Regions from separate parts of the Zea mays genome. Here region 1 is linked to region 2. Evidence: chromatin contacts called from public Hi-C data. All regions are on one chromosome and are shown on one strand. Each heading gives the region's core, a stretch centred on a gene start, on an enhancer-like site or on the middle of the called end of the contact. The rest is flanking DNA. Distances are from core to core; before and after follow the strand shown.

The links. A called contact is a pair of places that touch in the nucleus more often than the background predicts.
Region 1: a Hi-C map of ear shows a contact between it and region 2, with 4 times the contacts expected there. The contact joins the promoter of LOC100274102 here to the enhancer-like site in region 2. A contact is called at or near these places in 8 of 25 Hi-C or Micro-C datasets (ear, endosperm, leaf and 3 more).

The regions. Positions count from the first base shown.
Region 1 is chr2:41,248,735-41,254,456 of Zm-B73-REFERENCE-NAM-5.0, reverse strand. LOC100274102 (Per1-like family protein) reads right to left here and starts at 2,145. Exons shown (of 6, transcript NM_001148481.1): 1 at 1,894-2,145; 2 at 1,679-1,804. The coding sequence starts at 1,782.
Region 2 is chr2:41,149,548-41,154,920 of Zm-B73-REFERENCE-NAM-5.0, reverse strand. No RefSeq gene overlaps it. Among protein-coding and RNA genes, the nearest start is that of LOC100274102, 100 kb to the left of the region's middle. Within about 2 kb of position 1,635, at least 12 of the 20 cell types and tissues checked have an H3K27ac peak or open chromatin away from gene starts, as enhancers often do. A contact at or near this core is called in ear, leaf and tassel, where this site is marked.

The sequences.
Region 1 (5,722 bases), core at 896-3,395, 99 kb before region 2:
CGTCTGGATCTGTCGTCCCTTTGGCCGGATCGCCGTCTTCATGGCTAGATCCGACGCTGTCGTGGTCTTCCAAGGCCGGATCTAGCGATACCCCTTCTATTCAACCGCAGGCACGACCATCCTGACCGACGCAGATGTGTGTGCTGCCGCTGGCCTCCCTGGCAAGGCCCCTCGACGACCGGATGATAGAAGAAGCAAGAAGGTCCCCGGTCTGCTGCTGCTCTTCTTTTATTGTGTCGCCCCGCCGACTGTTGACGCTCGAACGTCTACCCCTCGAAGAACGAGGCTGCACACCACCTCGACTTCAGCTACCTCGGCATCCAGGGGCTATCATCTGCATGGAGTGCACATCGGCCTCTGCTCCAGCCGCAACACTTGCACCCTCACAGCACTGCGACTGTGAGGGATTTCAACCCGTCGGCTCCTACCTTCGGCTTATGCTCCAGTCTCATCGTTTGCGGTGCTGCCGTTGCGATTACGAGGGGAGGGTAGAGTGTGTGTTTCCTATATGTATCCGTAGCCGGGTTGGCACCACTGTTGGGCTCCCGACCCATTAGGGTTAGGGTTTATCCTGGGTCTCTATATATATGTAAATATGTAATCACTTCCTATCCAATACAACTAGGGCTTCCCTTCCATCACAACCTGGCCCAGCAAAACTCATCAAAGGTTCAGGCTTCCTTCGTGCAGTGTTTTTATCAGGCACAATGCTCAAGCCTCAAAAGCCTAGTAATGTAATGGACACAATATACAAGTCATAGGGTCAAATTCAATAAATTCAAAACTTATTGCATTCTCACAAATAGTACTCCCTCTGTCCGAAATTGTAAGTTGCTTTGGCTTTTCTAGGTACACTAGATATATGCCTGTGTACTGCACCATGGCCATAAACCTCAGTAATTGGATGCGGACGTGAGATCTGGTTTTCGTATCGAAATTGGGTAGGACGACAACACATGAGCTGTGAATGAAGGATGATTCATATCGAACACGGACACATGAGCAAGGATCAAGATTTGGTGTCACCAAGAGATGACGTCAGAGTCTTTTTAGGTGTAGAGATAGCAAGTTTAGTTCATAATATGTCATCAAATCCAAATAAGACATAATTAACCAAATTCTTATTTCCAAGTTGATGTTGTAATGTTTGCTAGGATCCTAGAACCAACTCGTTGTTACAAAATTACACACCAGGCAATCAAGTTGTTCTAGTAAAGCTCATGCCTTATTGCTTCACATCTCGTCTCATAAGACACTGATACATGTTCCACTTGGCATAGAAAGCAAGTGTTAACTTAATCAAATGACCGTTTGCCGCAGAGATTCAGCTGTGCGCGTGTGATCTATTTTGAGGGACCCTATTTCAAATTGATATATTACTATGCAGCAAACTAGCTAGCATGGGAGTAGTCATCAGCCACATTCAAACGGTAACACACTAACACATCATTATCTTTACATGTCATAAACAGACCATAGATGTTATGTCCTGTCCAAGATTTACCGGATTAACAATAACAACAGTGGGACTATGAAATCGGAAATCCTCCTACAAGAATCTAGATCAAGCAGGGTTTTGCTTCATGTCTTGAGCAACAGAAAATAATCGGTGCATAACTAATTAGTACTGCTGGAGACAAGTAGAGATTGAGGAGAGACACACAGAGATGCAGCTCACCTGTAACGCGGATCAACATCCCCGAGGCTGGCCTCGACGGAGCCGAGCACCAAACCAAACGCAAGAAGGGAAGCCAACGGAACCGCCCAGACGCTTCGACCCATCGCAGCGGACGCGGCCAGGGTCCTGTGAAATCCTAGTGAAATCAGGAAGAATACCCAGGAGGCCAGGACATATAGCGGACGGAGCAAAAGTAAGCAAATCAGGGTGCTTACTGGAAATGGCAACCCAGATCTCCACCTCTACGGCTCCACGGAGCACAATGGTTACACAATAATAGTACGAACAAAATGGATTGCGCAGGCAGGACCGGTGGCCAGCTTCCCGCGGAGCAAGGGGGCAATTGAGCGGCAAAGAAGGAAAGAGGGAATTCAATGTCGGTCGACCTCCACTCCGCGCGCCGGCCGGCCAAGGAAAGGGGAGCAGGACGAGGGAGAATCAGGATGGATCATGGATGACCTCCTGAGTACCTGACCACCAGCTCAAGAGATAGCCCCAGCTCTGCCCCCGAGTCCCGACGAGGCGGCGCGCAGCCGCTGACTGCTCACTGCTGACCAGGCGACCAGGGGTGCGAGATCGCCTGCTCGACTGTACGTGGGCTGGGCCGCCGGAGTAGACTGGCTGTGACAACGATGGGGCCCCGCCGTCTCGTTTCAGCCTAGTCCAAACCTCCTTCAACCGGGAAAAGAATCCATAAACTGCTACATGGAACGACCATAAACTGCTACATGAATTGATAAACGGAATAATGGTTAGAAATAAAAACTACAGCTCTCTCGAAGCAAGATGCACAAGGTTATCCCTGTAGTGATTTCATTTAACCTTTATCTTCATTAGATATCCCATCATATTAACAAGTATGATGACACGAAGATTCATAAGGAGAGAGAGAAAGAGAGTTTATAGAAGGTGATAGAGTTTTTTATATGAAACTTATGATGTATAGTTTTATAGACAAAAAAATGATGTGACGTTTTTGAAACGGTTCAATAAAAGTCTGCACCAATGGGAAGAATAGTATAATAGAGACAAGTAATTTATTATAAGTTAAATTGTAAAAGTCAAATTATTCAATAAATGTTTTCTAGTATTTTTTTAAAAAAAATATGTAGCACTAAAGTTTGCCCATTTCGTTGACGTTTTTTATCCAAACATCAATGATCTCTATATCGCGCTCTCGAAGAATGAGATCTTGGGGACCTCTCTGCGAGGAGCCAGACGATTCGTGATAGGTCACCAGACGATCCGCGGTTGAACACCAGTTCGTCCGTCGTGGAGCAGATAACTACACTCTTCTTTGTAGGTACACGGACCGTCTGCATGTAGACGGCGGACCGTTCGGGATGGCGCAGAGGGCTTCATGTATAACCTAGATCTCGCCTTCCAATAGAGACCCTATAGAAGAGGAACAGTTTCCCATAGGTCATTACGATAACCATGCAAGAGTTAAGAACTCCAGCCTAAATTAATCTAATCGCGGACTGTTCGGGCTACTCTTACAGACTGACCGGGCCACAACGTCGGATTGTCCGATCGTCCATGTGCCAAATTCCTTCCTTTATATTCTCATCCGCTCTCGGGTTACGATGTCCTATGCGCCACCCTGCGGTTGGACCGTTACAGAGTGGACGGTTGACGCCGACCCGTTAGTGATAGGGTAGGTGATGCGGACATCAACACCAACACGAGCACATCTACACCAGCAGCACCTTCTCTAGCCCAGGCGCCACCCCTTCCACCTGGGCCAGTGACTCGGGCCCGTGCAAGAGAATTGAACTACATCATGTTGTTAAAGAACGAAGGCCCGGAAGAATAGACGACCAGCCCAATTGCGGCCCATAATGGACGACCTAGGGTTGGCCGCCCCTAGGGGCTGCGCCCCCTCTCTATTTATTCAGGAGCTGCGCCTCCTTTATTTTCGGAGTTTTGTTTTACGTTAGCCTTAGCTACTCTCGAACACGCGCAAATCTGCGCTGTCTTCGTGTATTCAGAACTCCACCCTCGAGTAATAGATTAGATTGCTCGCATCTTGTTCTTGTTCGTTCTTCGATTGCGCACAGGAAACGATCTTCGTGATCAGGCCGATCTCGCATCAGCAAGGTCGGTAACCACAGGGAGTTGGTTCAGCGATTGCATTGGCGCCTCGGGCTTGCTCGTCGTAGTCGGATCGCAAGGGCCATCTTCCGCCAAATCGGAATTATCTCTACTCGCCGAAAGATCGGGCACCTCAGCTACATCAATTGGTATCAGATTTCCAGGTTGATCGGTGAGTTTATCGAGCGTTTTTTTTCCTACAGTCCACAAAACCACATAAAAATTCAGGTTAGATCTTATCCCAGCACCCTTTTGAGCCTCGCACTTTCTTTCAATAATCTGCATTGTTGAATTTGTGTGCTTTCGCGTTTCCTTGTTGCTGGTTGCATTGTGTTCTTCCACCATTCAAATCCTAGCGCCGCCACCATCTCCCGTTTGATCACGCCACAAACCGAGTCAACATCGTCTCCTTGTTTTTCTCCTTCGGTTACGTCAAAAAGAAAACAGAAAAAACAAACCGAGTCAACAGCCGTTTCCTTGATTTTCTCCTTCGGTTACGAAAAAAAACAGAAAAAAAACAAACCGAGTCAACGACCGCTTCCTTGTTTTTCTCCTTCGGTTACATAAAAAAACAAAAACAAAAAAAAGAAAACGAAGGAGAAAGGATACGGTTGTTTCATCCCGGTAGTTTTTAAAACATAACTTGAGGTACCTTCCGTAAACCGGGCATAACTTTTCGCTCGGGTGTCCAAAAAATCTGAAATTTTTACAGGAGCTTGTTGACACCATTCTGAGCCCGGCCAAACTCACCTTTGGTCTGTTTGGTTTCGACAAAATTGTCAAAAAAATTCAGGAAAATAAAGAAAAAAATTCGTCAACGTTCTCGCACGCTTTTCAGAGAACTTCCTGATTTTCTATAGACCACATCTGATATCTGTTTTAGGTGAAACTGCGTATAGCTCCTATCTTGTTGCTTCTTGTGCTGAGAAAAATATCAAAAAAATTATACAAACAAAGAAAAACAAAATCACCTGTGATTTCTACTAGTGCCTTTTTGGCATCACTAGTACAATATTTACGGTACTGCCATTCTGCTAGTTCCATCCATCCTTTGCACCTGTGGCCAGCAATATAGTTTCGTGTTTTGCACTATAATTCAACTTTGCATTATTGTTTGATCGTGCTAATCCTTGACTTGAGTGCAGCCTACCCACAACTCCACATATTTCTACGACGAGCAGGTTTCTGTTTCTCCACGCAATCGCTCATCCAATCTTTCACCGGTTCCACCTGTTGATTGCAGTTCACCACTGTGGCTTGGTAAGAACGGATAAGAACTTGATAACAGCACTAGTGTGAGCGCCTTGTGAGCAGTACACCCCTGTTTTTGTCGTTGGTTTTTCTCCTTTTGGTGTTTTGGTGTTTGCGCTAACTATGGCAGGAGCACACGACATGGTGGATGCCCAGTTGCAGGAAGTAAGGGGACAAGTTGATGGACTTGCTGCTGACATTAGGACGATGCATTAACGGCTTGATTCAACGATCACTTCGACGACCGAGCGTTTCAACCAACTTGACCTTGCTCAAACGGCGACTCGCACCACACTCGACACCATCCTGGCACGCCTTGATGCATTGACCACAAAGATGGAGCAGGAATACGGCGGTGACACTGAGCAGGACGATGGAGATCGCCGTGGTCGTGCACGTCGTGTGGTTCGACATCCCCCTAATGACTTATTTTCTAAGATTAAATTTAAAATTCCATCTTTTAATGGTAAATATGATCCTGTTGCATATCTTGATTGGGAATTAGAGGTAGAACAGATATTTTCATGCCATGATATTCCTGCTAATAGCCAAGTGAAGGCTGCCATTAGTGAATTTACTGATTTTGCTTTAATTTGGTGGCGTGAGTATAAACAAAAACTTCCCATTAACAGTGTCATTACTTGGACCCAATTAAAAACTGCCATGCGCCACAGATTTGTTCCTTCCTATTATGCTCGT
Region 2 (5,373 bases), core at 386-2,885:
CTTGTATTTCATTGATGATTGTAAATCCAGATTTGTATGTAAGGTCTCAGTGTTTTGACTTGTTCTATATAAGTATAATGTTTATATTTTGTTTCAAAACACAACAGCTCGACTAAAAAGCAATTTGTCACTCATCTTTAAAGTTTAATAGTTTGCCATAACAGATTCTGTACAATTAAGAATTCCAAGATTAAAAGCTCGCTCTGATATAAGAAACATTTGTATTATGGTTGTGCTTTCATACAATCTCTACATGCTCTGTTATAGAAATATTTTGAATCCTTACAGCAAAGTTGTGTATATGTTGAGTTTGTTCGGGGTAACGAAGTAGTATTTATTTTGGGCCTCTACACACTCGTGGATTTATATGGTTGCCATATGGTTGTGATTTCATACAATATCTACACCCCGTGTATATATTGAACCTCGATTTATTGACGTTTACATGGAAGGACACCGAGGTCCAAATCCAGAATAGTGAGTGCCAGTAGACGAGGGAGACCTCTTTGTCGAGTGTCGACAGGACACTCGACAAAGACTCTATGACCTTCACTTTGCGTCATGACGACGACTTTTCTTTGCGAGTACCCGTTGGCACTCAGCAAAGACTTTGTTAAGTACCAACAAAAAGTACTCGACAAAGAAAATGTTGCCGATGTATATTTCGATGACACTTTTTGTCGAGATCAGTCATACTCTCGATAAAACAGCTATGTCCGATAGTGCTAGTGCGCGATCGGTGATATGACGTGCATAGATCGATCTTAATAACCCTCGTGCCGTCGTGCGTGCACATGCATCGTCCCTTTCATCGAATTATGCAAGTGCGACGACGTATTCGTGCATATATATATATATGTGTGTGCATGATTGGTCCCTGGTCTGATTGGACAATACGGCCAAGAATCGGTACGTACACCCGCGTACGGCCGGTCTCCCTAGCTCCCCCGAATGGGAAACCCGGCCGGCCGTGCAGTTCACCAACAGCTAGCGGAACAAGCACACGTTGTTCATCTCTCGTTTCCAGCACAGCTCGGCCGGACGACTGTGACTGCTCTCCGGCCGGCCGGCCGGCGCCCTAGCTAGCTCTTTGAGGATTTATCTGTCGATCGGTTTGCCTGCTGTGGCACGTTCGTTGTTAGTTTGGCATTGGCAGGGAGATGATGGATCAGAACGACGTAGGTTGTGAGAAAACTTATTTTATTAATTTGCTGCTGCTCATTATAGTTGCCCCTAGTTACAACGTTTTTTTTTCTATTTGCAATGACTATATTTTTATAGAATATTAATCTTTTTTGTACTAGAACTTTAGAAATACATTTATTTTTATTTTGGAACCGATCGAGAGAGTATGACAGAAAAGCTAGAAACAGACCAAACAACAGGGTACAGAGGTCACCCATGCACGCTGTACATGCTGGAGCGAATGGAGGGAAAGCGGGCGGAGTAACAACGTAGGTGCAGTGCAGTGCAGGAGCTATCCCTAGCAAGAGAGGCACACGACACGAGATGACAAAGCGCGTGCTGTGCCGATTTCACACCCGTGCGCGCGCATGCATGTCAGCTGCCAGCCATCACTGTGCGACTGTGCGTGTACGTGTGTAGAGTGTAGACTGCTGTAGACCATGCACCACCCTCGTCAGCTAGCTCGATATCATCATCTATCATCCATGGTCACGGATGGATGGATCCACCCGGCCCAGCGCGTGGGCGTGGCGCAGCTGCCGTGCATGCATGCAGTCATGCAGCGACGACGATAGATGCTGGTGCTCGTATACGTACGCGTACTGGTTGCTACACTAGCTAGCTAGCTAACGAGCTAGTAGCACGTACGCACGTACTACTACTACGCGCTAGCTAGCTCGACGGCTGGAGCGTTGCTGTTAAAGCGCCACACGTACGCATGTGTTATGTGTAGCTCTACGCGTAGTGTGGGCCCGGGGCGTGTATGCATGCCCACACGTACGTACGTCCCCTAGCTAGAGCAAGTCTACATTGCTTCGATCCGTGCATGAACGAGAGCACAGTACCCCCTACATATTGATATATTGCTGGTATGGGTATATGCTCTTCTGGCCGCTAATGGCGATGCGACATCACTGTGTAGTACAAATAAAGTTTGGGGTGCAATCAAATGTACGTCTTTACTGATCAGGTCTAGGGAACTACAATAAGGTGATGTTGTTTGATTCACACAATGTAACATAAATGACAATAGTAATAATCCACACTCAAGTGATATCGGTAATAAATTTGAATACAGACATGTATCAATTTCCAGTGTGGTATCTGATTACAGATGGAATTAAACAAACATGATTTAATGTTATCCGTTACCCATCACGTTGCAATTATGTAACCAAACAGCACCTAATAATGAAAGATTTAGAAAACAGTAAGATTCTTGATCATTAAGAGAGACGAGTTAATTAAGGACGAGGTGGTCTCTAAAAATATCCAATAATCTTTTAGATGCGGTCGTCACACGTAGACAAGCTAGCCATGCATATGGTACCACGAAACAGATAAATCACTGTCGATTGCTTTGGACCGATATAGATAGTGTGTCGCCCTCGATTCAAAGCTTTAATTGGGAGTAATAGTACATCAACCGACATTGAGTGAGTGCTCATTGGTTTGCACCTACAGTCTGTTAGAAATTTAGGTAATTTCAGCAGCACTTTAATTCAGTCATCAGATATATCCACATGTGATCTAAACATAATGATGGTATAGAAAATACTAAGGGCTTGTTTGGGTAATCTTAGATTGAAGTGGATTGAGGTGGTATAAGGTGTATTGAAGTGTAATATAAACTAATTTCCTTTTTAATCCCTAAAATACACTTCAATCTACTTCAATCCCTTTTTACCCAAACAAGGCCTAAGGGGTGTTTGAATGCACTGTGTATATATGTTTACAAGTAGTATACTCCTATTAGTTCGTGAATGGTGTTTTTACTAGTTAATTAGTTGACCGAGGACAGATTCTATCATATCACCGGAAACATATATTATGGAGGCACGCACGTACGCATCTGCTCCTGCAGGCACGACCTGGTGCGCGATGGATGGAGATCGATCGCGTTGTCGTCTTGCCACTGGTTGAAATGATAAGTAGGCCGGGTACAGCACAGGTACGGTACGTACTAGTACATACACTATATAAAAGCTCCATCGGCTTGGAATTGGAACCTTGGACGGGGATCGGAGGATGCATGCATGCATGCGCAGCACGCACGACGGTGGCTGACCGCCGTGCTGACGCGCGCGCGCGCGGGGGCCCCGACCGATGCGACGACACGAAATGAATGCGGCCCTCGTGCGGGTGGTGCGCGCACGGGTGGGTGGTCAAAGGCCCCCTCCTCTGCTCTGCTGCCCCTGCCCCTCTCCTCGCTCAGCAGCGCATGGGGGGGGGGGGTGTCGCGTCGCAGCGCGTCCCGACGGACCGGGTCAGTCACGCCCACGTACGTACGGCCGCGGGGCGCGTCTCAGGGGACCAGGCGCGAAAGCTGATTGCCCGCCTGCCGCCTGCCACCGCACGTCCCCGTGCCCGTGCCATCTCGAGACGCGCGCGCGGGCAATGGCCACGCCGCACGCCGGCCCGGAGCAGCCGAGGAGCGAGGACTCGGAGACATGAGTAGTACTGTATAGATCGAGACCAGCGGCCGAGAGGCGAGCCACCACCAGGGGCCTGCCTGTCTCCAAAGCTGCTTCACGAGCAGCAGCAGGAGTGGTATTTAGACGACCTGCTCAGCACCTTACCCCTACTCATTTACTGCTTCAAACTCCACTCTACAAAATATAGTCTACAGCGTAAAACAGTGTTTTGCATGTTCAATATACACGATCTGCTAACCATAACCTTAGCGCAGACACGCCTCCTCCGCATCCTTAAACAAGTGATTTAGCCCACTTCCCTCTGCCTTCCTCCGCTTAATTAAGCTCCATTTTTCATTGCGCACGACGTCCTCCCTACCTTAAAATGTCCTCGGTACAGCTCGAATTTGGTTGTAATTAGGAATTCCCTGCATTTGACATGAACTAGGCTGTTTGTAGGCCTGCACAACTTCATATCTTTTATGTGTATGTACTCATTAAGCAACTTCCTCTACTACAATGTCAGCACTCAAGAAGACACCAAATCAATAATAGTGTTCGAGAGGCGATATCGGCGAATGATGCCGATGTACGGCGACGAAGAGTTCCTCCATATCCTGCATACCACACGACTCGTAGAGGAGGATGAGCAACTACCACACAATAATGGCTCCATTATTTGTCGTCACGTCATCCACCAGGACACAGAAGATTAGGTTACTTTTGGTTCATGCAAGATTATTTTGTTGGAAACCCTGAGTATAATGAGGAGTTATTCCATCGACATTTAGTTACAAAGACCATGATTATGTACTTGAATACCTGGCCATAACAATGTTCTAACATTGTATTGCTATACTATCACGGTTTCTGGATGACGAAATCTATGTTCAGTTACATTTCTAAAGCTTTACAACAAGCTAACCTGTACTTCAAGAATCATATGATGCAGCTCATCAACCATGGTTTCACCACATTTAGAAGGTAACAATAGCCATACGAATGCTAGCTTATGGGAGCTCGACTGATAGTCCTTGATGAGTATTTTTGTATGGGCGAGAGCACCATCTTGGAGACTGTTGGTCAATTCATCATAACTATTGTGCACTCATTTTCCCAGAGTACCTTAGGCAACCAAATGAGCATAATGTCTAAGGGCTTCTATCAGAGGCAAAAGACAGAAGTGTCCGACTGCGTTGCACAATAGTTATCGAGGTCATTTCAAGAAACCTACATAGATCCAAGAGGCAATAGCTAGCCATGATCGTTGGTTGTGGCATGCTTTTTAGCCTCCCTGTTTCTTAAAATGAAATCAATGTCCTCCATCGTTCTCCGGTGTGTTCAATAATCCTGCATCGAGCAACGCTCCAGCAGTAAAGTACATTATTAACGGAAGAGAATACAACATTGGATATTACCTGTGCGACGACATTTACCCACCTTGGGTCACATTGATTAGTGGTGTATTAGTGTCGGTGAGCAACAAGCAAAATTTGTTTACAACGAAGCAAGTAGAGTTCAGGAAATATGTTGAGCAATATTGTTTTAGTGTTCTTCAAGACCAATATGTCATAACCGAAGGCCTAGCATGAATGTGGCATCCCGAAGACCTCAAGTATATTGTTGATTATGTCGTACTACACAAATTGGATGTCAAGTTTGAACGCCACTTGCCATGGCTTGAAAGGGCAGACTATAAGATGTTTCAAGACCAAATTTGTCTACGAATAAGAACGTTCTAGAGATTGAACAACTCGTTGCAACTTACAACAAT